2 separate regions of the Ovis aries genome follow, and region 2 is linked to region 1. Evidence: chromatin contacts called from public Hi-C data. All regions are on one chromosome and are shown on one strand. The core of a region is the stretch at or near the end of the contact, and the rest is flanking DNA. Distances in the headings are between cores, read along the strand shown. Region 1 holds the start of SIRT1 (sirtuin 1). Region 2 holds the start of HERC4 (HECT and RLD domain containing E3 ubiquitin protein ligase 4).

Region 1 (4,832 bases), core at 1,133-3,632:
CAAAAAGTATGACAAATACGCGGCAGCATGTATGTATTTATTTCAAGTGATTCCAGGGTTATTCTATACATATATATAAGCTAATGCATACATCTGGTCTCACTTCCACAACCTTTTTTTAAAAAACAAAAACAAATGGCACTATCCTGCACACACTGTTTTACATCTTGCCCAATGCAGTTTGGAGATCATTCCATATGAGAACGTAAAGAGCTTTCCTCATTTTTAAAAAAGGAGCTTTGTAATATGAAAAGTACTATTTAGAGAATAGTAATGCCAAAAATGCTAACAAGAAGCTCAACACTAGAGTCATATGAGATCTGAAAAACTGAATGTGAATTTCCAGCTTTAGGAACAAAGAATGAGCTGAATTTCATGCAAATAATTTTCAACTACTGGTAAGGCCAGAAGAGATGAGAGTTTGTTTTGTTTTGTGATACAACTTCTGTCTCCTGCTTATGCTACTGGCCATGTCTGTGCCATCAGGGCACAGGTAATCACAGTGATCACACAGTATTTCATGAACACCATCAAGTGTCTTTGAGGTACAACATATACAAATGAATGAAGCAATAAGATGTTCATAAGCTTACATATGTCTTTTTTTTTAATCTGAAAGTTCTGTTCCTATTTTGATAGAATATTGACTCTTAACATTTTATATATATCCTACCAACATAGTTGAGAAGCAATTTGAAATATCTTGTGAGATAAGATAAAGTGGGGAGAGAATAGGATCAAGTATGAAAGCCAGGAAGGGTGAGATGTCTACCTAATTAAGCACTAGGAGTGTAGGCGGGAAGAAAAGACCACAGGATTTGTTCACAGACTGATTACCGGGCATCAATCTGAAGGAACGCTTCAGTGATTTCAAGCCTTATAGGCTGAAAGAGATCATCACTTTCAGAAATGAAACAACCAGCTGTAAGGAGAGATTCTCAGTTTAACTCGAGGTACAAAGACTTTTGGGTTTAGATGGGACCTTCCAGTTACATTTTCAAAATTAGAACTGTTTTTTTAAAAGGATGAAACACCTTAAGTTGCGTTAAGTTCAAACAGTAATTGTCACTGTATAGACAGGACCCACTTAAAGCTTACGGACTGATAAACTATAAACTCACTACCCCTTAAGGGGGTAGAAGTGCTTTGTTTCAGAAACAGATGCCTACGAAGTTAGGCTCTGGGTCTGCCATGTATCATACGGGTTCTCAGTTAAGGCTAGATGTGGAGTGAGAGTCCTAAAATTTCAGGAAAAAACAGAAGAGGGACTTCAAGTAGGCAAGGAATTAATATTTTTGGCTACTATGTACACCCTTCACTTTACATCTGGCTATCTTTAATTCTCATCAAAACCCTACAAAATACTTATTAACCATTTTACAGAAAAGCTAAACTTCTCACGCTAGAAGGATCTCAAATTCTTACCCAAATCTACATGTTTGTAGCGGCCAAGTCATGTTCAGCCCAGTTATCTTCATACCACTCCACTTGAGCCGATATACTCATTTTATGAAACCTATACGAGGGAAATCACACATTTGGAGCCAAGCTGGGACCACGAAGCAGGTAGGCTGATCATCCCTCCGCCTCAAAGGTCTTTGCAGGACGCACACATGCCTTTGAGGGACAATCTACACCGCCCTACAAGGGATGGAGAGAGGAAGAAATAGCAATAATCTAAAGACAAAAGCAAAGAGAAAAAGGGAGCCAAAGAGAAGCTGTGCGAATGGGGTGTGGAGGTTGACAAGTGAACCGTGCTTTTGCCTCTATTTCTCTTGTAACTCAGCTGGTAAATAATCCGCCTGCAGTGCGGGAGACCTAGGTTCGACCCCTGGGTTGGGAAGATCACCTGGAGAAGGGAAAGACTACTCACTCCAGTATTCTGGCCTAGAGAATTCCATGGACCGTATAGTCCACGGGGTCACAGAGAGGTGGACAGGGCTGAGCGAACTTCACTTCACTTGTCCGTTAACAAACTGACCGATTACTTAGCACATTTCGGGAAGCTTAGCCTTAACGCCGCTCAGGAACTTAGTATTAACCCTTAGCATAAGTCAAGAAAAGACAAAGGCAGTCGAGCAAGGCGTGCTCTTCACGCAGAAGTGGAAACTCGCGGCGCAGAGCAAAACTTGAACCAACCCGCGGGCACTGATTTGAAGACTGAAAGACAAGTTTGGCTGCGAGACGCGCCGGCCTCCAAGGGGTGGGGCCGCAGCACCCAAGGCGGGGTTTCCTCCAGGCCCACGCCGCCTCCGCCTGCCACGTGACCCGCGGTGTTGTGGTCCGGCCCGCGTGGGTGGCGGGAGCGGCGGGAGGGCGGGGGCGAGGAGCGGCGCGTCACGTGACGGGGTTTAAATCTCCCGCAGCCGGAGCCGCGGGGGCGCCAGTGCCGCGAGTCGAGCGGGAGCAGAAGAGGCGAGGGAGGAGGGCCAGAGAGGCGGTTGAAAGATGGCGGACGAGGCGGCGCTCGCCCTTCAGCCCGGCGGCTCCCCCTCGGTAGTGGCGGCTGAGAGGGAGGCCCCGTCGCCGCCTGCTGGGGAGCCGCTCCGCAAGAGGCCGCGAAGAGACGGCCCCGGCCTCGGGCGGGGCCCGGGCGAGCCCGGCGGGACGGCCCCCGAGCGGGAACTGCCGGCGGCGGCCGGCGGCTGCCCGGCAGCGGCGGCGGCGCTGTGGCTGGAGGCCCAGGCGGCGGCGGCGGCGGCCGGAGAAGGAGACAATGGGCCGGGCTTACAGGGCCTATCCCGGGAGGCGCCACCGGCCGACGACTTCTACGACGACGACGACGAGGGCGAGGAGGAGGAAGAGGCGGCGGCGGCGGCTATTGGGTACCGAGGTGCGCAGGGCGCGGGCGGCCGGGACTGCGCATCCCCCCTCCTCCTCCCGGGGCCCCTCCTGTCGGGTGGTGGAGTCTCGGGCGGGTTGGGGGCTCGGGCCTGGCTCTGCGCCTTCCCCCTGCCGACCTGGGCCTTCAGCCGCGCGCCTGCGGGGCTGAGGGCTGGGCTGCGGGAGCGGCCCGCGGACTCGCTCCCTCCCTTGCTCTGTGCCACCCCCACCTTCCTCCCCGCGGCCCGCCCCAGCGGCCTCGCGTTTTGCGCAGCCGCGGGGCGGGCTACCCTCGCTGTCGGTTTTAAAATAAGTTTCTCTCCCCTCCTACTCCTTTAGTGTATTGCTTTTGTTAAATGCTGTTCGCTTCTCCGCCTCTCCCCGTCCCGCACACTTCAACCTGCAACTTTTTGACTGTCCCTTGCGCCAGCTTTTGCCATTGCCTGCGAAATTTGTTGGGGTTTTTAGGAGGGCCTCTATTTTCAAACTTGTTTTAAATTTTAAAGAGCATAGGTGTTTATAAAGACATTACCCTTCTGTGGTGCAATTAATAGTGGGCATAGGAGAGTAATAGTTTTTTAGACTACTTTGCCGTGAATAGTGTTTTTCCTCTAATCGTGTTCTTATAGTGGTTTTTACAGTAACTGTCTTCGTGTGTGTATATGTAACCCTGAAACACGAATTGACATTTTTCTGACATGCTAAAGTAGATGTGATAGTTGTGTGTCTCGTCATCCTTCAGTGTTTTCATAGTTTTTATCTAGATAGATATGCCTCTCCATTATTTGTACTAATAAATCCAACCAGTGGACCATTTGACTATATGTAAAGATAACGTGTGCATTAGGGACTGGATTAGAAAAACGACACTGTTTTCAAGAAACATAGTTTAATAAGGGAAACGAATAATGCAAAGGTACCTTTGTAGATTTTGCGTTATATAAGAGAGTGCAAGTTGCCATAGCTGTGTTTGCATGACTTTTTGGGTAACTTTTTATTTGGTAAGTTTTATGAACCACTATTTGTGATCGATAAATTCAGTCAAGGTTGCTACTTTTTGTGTTTTGATTAAGTAGACTTATTTCTAGATTTTGATGAAACTTAGCTTCTGAGCAGAATGCCTAAAGAGGATATACTGTTCCTGTGAACGGTGTGAGTTGATCCAGTAGACATTTTTTACGCGGGCAGTATGAGTGCTTTATTCATTGGAAATTGTTGCATCACAATAATTACAGAGCTTTATAATTTTAGATGCAGATTGTTTCCACAACCTTGAGTTACCTTTGGTTTCTTTTGCAGATGACCTTCTGTTTGGTGATGAAATCATCACCAACGGTTTCCATTCGTGCGAAAGTGACGAAGATGATAGAGCCTCGCATGCGAGTTCTAGTGACTGGACTCCAAGACCTCGGATAGGTATGGTTTCACAGGTTAAGAGCTATCTTTTCTCTGATATTTTCTTTTTATGTCGAGGAAAACTATATTTCTTTCTTCCCTTATTGTCTTGTGATGAGGTTCTTAGGCGTTTACTGAGATTTAATGTCAGCTTGGTTTTTAGGGGAAGTCTAGTACTTTGTTCTGTTTTTGTTTGTTAAACAGCATGGGCCCATGGAAGCTGGCCTGTGTAATTTCTCAAAAACCAGGTCCTCACACTTAAACGGTCCTTTCCACTTGTACCCTCCATATGGAATGGTCATCCTCCAAAGTATCTTGCTTCCTCCTTCATATCCTTCTATAATTTTTCTTCTTAACACTTACTGCTTGACAATTTCTGTGTATAACTTTTATTGCTGGTTTCCTGCATTAGAATATAGAGTCCCATGGGGGCCAGGGATTTCTGACTGATTTGTATACTGTTTAGTCGGTGCCTGGAAAAATTTGCCCTCAGTAAATACTAAGTATTTTGATGGAATGGGAAAGTATTTTGAAGTAGAGAATACTATGAGATTTTTATATCGAAGTAGTAACATGACCATCTCAAAATATTCTTTTTCTTAATGTGCTCTCAT
Region 2 (4,832 bases), core at 984-3,483, 160 kb after region 1:
GCATTTCCCCAGCACAACATGTTTGTGATTCTTCTGGTCTTCCAGCTTCAATAATAAACTCCCTTCTGAAACACTGGCAAGTTGGTGGTGTCCCTATGTCTGAGAAGACAGAAAAGAGTTAGTATGACTTCAAAGAAAACAATGTATAATTGCTCTTTCAAGTGCTAGGCTACAATACTCACTTTGTATTAAACACGAAATCTATAAGGTGCTACGTAAGTATCATTCAGTTTCCAAAACCAATCAGTGGTATATTCTTAAAATTATTACATAGAAACGTTCAGGAAAAATATATCACTTCCCGTGACTACAAGACTTCATTATTAATTAGCTTTGACTTTTTGTTATCTTCTGATAGACTAACTGAAATATTAAGTATCTTGACGAAGTTAATCTTTTTTTGCTTTTTGCTTTGGATAATTTCAGTGGGAGTAAGATATAAGACATCCGTCCACTGCCCCCAAAATCAGATATATACTCAGTGAAAAACATAACACTACAGAAACATAAACACTTGCAATCTCCCTCGAGTCACAGAATAAGTGAATAATTAGACTTTCTCATAATACCTACCTCCACATTAACAGAAAACTGAAGTTCTTATCTGTACTAGGAAAAAAACAATAATGGAAACTTTGAGTTTCCCACAATTTAAAAAGACTCTTCCAACTATTCAGTTAGAGGTCCCAAGGAAAATTATAGTTCTCTAGTTAAACACTTATCTTAAGAAAAACACCTCCAAAGATCATACCTTACAAATCAAAATATTAACACTCTGACCTCACAATTATATTTAAAAACTAAACCAGGGTACCTAATTACAATACAAAAGTATGCAGCTTAAAGATCAAGACTCTCCGCCAAAACTCAGCATTTTCTATTACGAGTGGTAACCATGACTGAAAAATATTTCCCCAAGGCAATCTATGTCTATCTATACCCCTGACACAATTATTTGAAGATGGGGGGAAAAAAACTGCAAATACCATTGGCACTGTCGATTTTTCAAGAACAGAAATGGGGACTGGGACACTGATAGTCTGATGGCGAAATCTGTAGAACTTTCCAGTACACTGAATATTTCTTCGCTTACATAGACACGGTAACAAAGAGCTCACTTCATCTAAACCTATACAGATTTTTAGACACATCGCGTACTAAATAACACAATTACAGGAAGCCCGTCTTATTCCCGTTGTAGTCACCCACGTTCCTTATACAGAACCTGAGACGTTTCCAAACCCAACTTTCCTACGTTCAGGCTAGCACAAGTGCTGAAGCTGTCTCATTCCATCCATGACCCACCCATTAAGAAAAGTTTCATTTCATTCTTTTGGGGCATCTGAACCCGATAGTTCCCGCGAGTTATGCATTGTCTGATCGGTTTTTGCTGTTTTTTCAAGGAGAGGACAGGAAAACACCCTAATTTCAGTGCACGAGGTTTATCCATCCTTTTCTTTAAAAAGTCAGAGGGGTAATGAGAAAGACGTCCTCTCGCCAGCAACAGGTAGGGGAAAGAGAAGCACTTTATTCCCAGCATTCCCTGAACGTGCACTCAGAACAGCTCCGGGGAGCCGCGGGAGAGAAATCATATGCACACACCCAACCTCACGGGCAGACCAGTCAACTACGGCAGCCGCTCGCTCGCAGCAGCAGCAGAGGCCAGTGGACGAGGCTCCGCACCTCGGCGGCCCTAGTCCCAAGGAAGCCCTTCCCCAGGGAGGTGCGACATTCCAGCCCCCGGGCCAAGGGGCCCGGCACTGCCCTCGTCCCCCACCCCACCCCCCACCCCGAGGAAACGCTGAGAAAGCACCCAGCGCCAGGCTGGCCTGTATCCGCCCAGCCCGGCCTGCCCCCTCCCTAACGCCGTCACACGCCCCCGAACCCGCCGGGGCAACGACTCACCGGACCCCTCAAGGCAGGGGAAGCCCAGGGCGGCTGGGGGGCGGCGCCTCCCCCGAGAGCGAGGCAGCTGAGGCTGGTCTCCAGCTCCTGGACCCTCCTCCTTCAGCCAGTGGCAGCGAACACCAGCGCTCCTCCGGCGTCGGTGAAGGTGCTCCTCTGCTCCTCTCTTCGGCTCCTGTGAAACTTTACCAGGCTCCTCAGAGAAAAGCAGCCGCCACTGCTGTCCAGTCCAGAGCCAGCCGTCAGCTACCCGGATGGAGCGGGAGGGGAAGGACGGGAGGAGAGAGAAGCGGAGAGCACTAGGGGTGGGGAGACCTGGGGGAGAGACTGGGGAGGAGAAGGGAGAGGGGGGAGGTGGTAACGCGGGGGAGGGGGAGGGGCTGGCCGGAAGTGAATCGCGGAGCACGCGCGCGAGCCCGCCCACTTCCCGGCCCGCGCGCCTGCGCCGGAATCCTCCCAGGGCACACCGACCCAGGCGCCTGCGTCGTGTGCTGTTTTGCGTTGCCTTTAGAGGAAAATGCCAAATGCAGATAGTTGGGGTTTGCCAGACGAGCGGAGGCGTTTGATGTGTCTTGTAACAGCGTTTCAGCGTGCACAAGGTCCTTTTAGTGAAGAAATTTCTTCGATTTTTGGCTAGATTGTCTTTTTCCCTATTGGTTCCAGTCTATTTAATTCCACCTTTATCCAAGGAGAATTTGAAGTCGCAGAAAAAACATCGCAAACTTGTAATTAAAGGCTGATAAAGTCTTTTATTTTATCCCTTAGCCTCACATGGAGCTAATCTGAGCATACCAGATGTATTCACAGCAATGATGGAGCCTATTGGCATAAAATATCAACACAAGTTCATGCTCCCGATAAAATGTTGGCTGCCATCACTTTCTGCACTCTTTCTTGGAGATAAACATATTATGCCTCTTTCATTCAGAGAAAATTAAGCAATGTGTGTGGCTGGAGTTACAGCCTCACATAAGCAAACTGCATTTCCTAGACCACTCAAGGGGGGAAACTTAAAACAAGGCTCTATTGAAACTTTATGTCACGCTTCTGTAGTACCTTGACTTCAGAATGTTGAGAACCTAGAAAAAATTTCGCAGTAAGCCATTATTTCTTTATCGCATTGAAAAATGTATCACAGATTGGAAAGTGTCTGTGCTAGACACGTACGTCTATTATTAGTTCCTTAGGGCTGCCATAACACAATACCACAAACTGGATTTCTGCTTGCTTAAAAAAACAAATGTATTGTCTCACAGTTGTGGAAGCCATAAGTCTGAAATCAAAGTGGCAGCAGGGCTGGCTGTCTCCTGGGATCTCAGGGAATTCTCTCCACACTTATCTCCTAGAGATGGTTGCTGACAGTTCTTGGCATTTTTTGGCTTGTAGAGATAATACTAATTCCTGCCTCCATCTCCACATGATTTTCTTCTCTGTGCCTCTGTGTCCTTCCCTCTTATAAGGAAATCAGTCATTGGATTAACTCCCACCTTAATCGATTGTGACCTCTTTTTTAAGTGCATTGCATCTGCAATGACCCTATTTCCAAATAAGGTCACATCCTCAGGTACTGGAAGTGAGAACTTCAACTGTCTCTGGGCAACCCAATTCAACCCACAACCTTATTTCTGCGAAATAAGAGTAAAAATTATAAGGTACTTAAAGCATAATTTCAATGTTGGGAGTGGTGATGATGCTCATGAAACATACTTAATTCTTATTCTGACAGCTTCATTGCCCTTGTAGGGCTTTTGTTGTCTTTTAACCTTCAGGACTTTATGTCTCGGAATGTATCATTAAAGGGGAAGTTGTGGGATTTGAGTCTTCAAGGTATGTAACAGATGGTGCAACAAATAGACACTAAATATGAGTGTTAATGTGATAAGAGTGTTTTTTTACCTTTTAAACATTTCAGTGAGTATTCCTAATGAGTGAAAACTAATTTCCAGGAGCTCCAGGAGATGAGGGCACCAGGAGCTTCTTCAAAGTTTTGTCTGGTCACAAAATTAGAAAAGGAACGTATGGAGGGGGGAGGGATAGTTAGGGAGTTTGGGATGATCATGTACACACTGCTGTATTTAAAATGGATAACCAACAAGGACCTATTGTATACCACATGGAACTCTGCTCAAGGTTATGTGGCAGCTTGGATGGAAGTGGGGTTTGGGGGAGAATGGATATATGTATGGGATACGTGTGTATGTATGGCCAGTTTCTTCCTTGTTCACCTGAAACTACCACAAAATTGTTAATTGGCTATACCTACCCCCAACACCAAATAAGAAGTTCAAACTGGAGGGGAAAATTTTTTTTTGTTGTCTGGGGAAGTGCCACATACCACTTCACATCTGCACACATAATGTTAGGAAGAACTACACACCTAGATGCAAGGGGACTAGGAAACATAACCTCTGCTGAGTTTCAGGTACTGCTTTATACCAGAGAAGAGAGCACGAATTGGTGGACAGCTATCTCTGCTACGTGGATGCATCTCTTCAATATTTTACAATATAGATCTTGCTTGTAGAAAGTGGAATAGACTTTTGTAGATATCCCTTTTAACCTTATAAGTTTATGAAACTGTGAGGTAAGATATCAGAAAAAAGGCTATGATTACCTTTCAAGTGAAATAAGCGTAGGGTCAGAAGGTTATTAGGATAATATAAATTTGTTGTATAAAAGCAGCATGAGTAACTGATCATGAGTAAGTATGGCCTGTGGTGCTGGTTTGTCTGGATTCAGAGCCTGAACCTACAAGCTACTCAGACCTCCGTTCTTCTATCCTCCCAAAGATACCTACAGACATTTACTAATGGTCTGTTTCACAGAAAATTACTTCTCGGTCACATTTCTATGAATGGGGGAAATTAATAATCCTCCTCACTACTAGGTTGTGGGAATTTAATAAGATAACATGTACAATACCTTGA

Evidence for each region. A called contact is a pair of places that touch in the nucleus more often than the background predicts.
Region 2: a Hi-C map of hypothalamus shows a contact between it and region 1, with 5 times the contacts expected there. The contact joins the promoter of HERC4 here to the promoter of SIRT1 in region 1. A contact is called at or near these places in 3 of 16 Hi-C or Micro-C datasets (hypothalamus, liver and tail adipose tissue).

Annotation. Positions count from the first base shown.
Region 1 is chr25:23,632,210-23,637,041 of ARS-UI_Ramb_v3.0, forward strand. SIRT1 (sirtuin 1) reads left to right here and starts at 2,383. Exons shown (of 9, transcript XM_015104377.4): 1 at 2,383-2,833; 2 at 4,123-4,239. The coding sequence starts at 2,449.
Region 2 is chr25:23,792,795-23,797,626 of ARS-UI_Ramb_v3.0, forward strand. HERC4 (HECT and RLD domain containing E3 ubiquitin protein ligase 4) reads right to left here and starts at 2,234. Exons shown (of 21, transcript XM_060406834.1): 1 at 1,906-2,234; 2 at 1-99. The coding sequence starts at 20.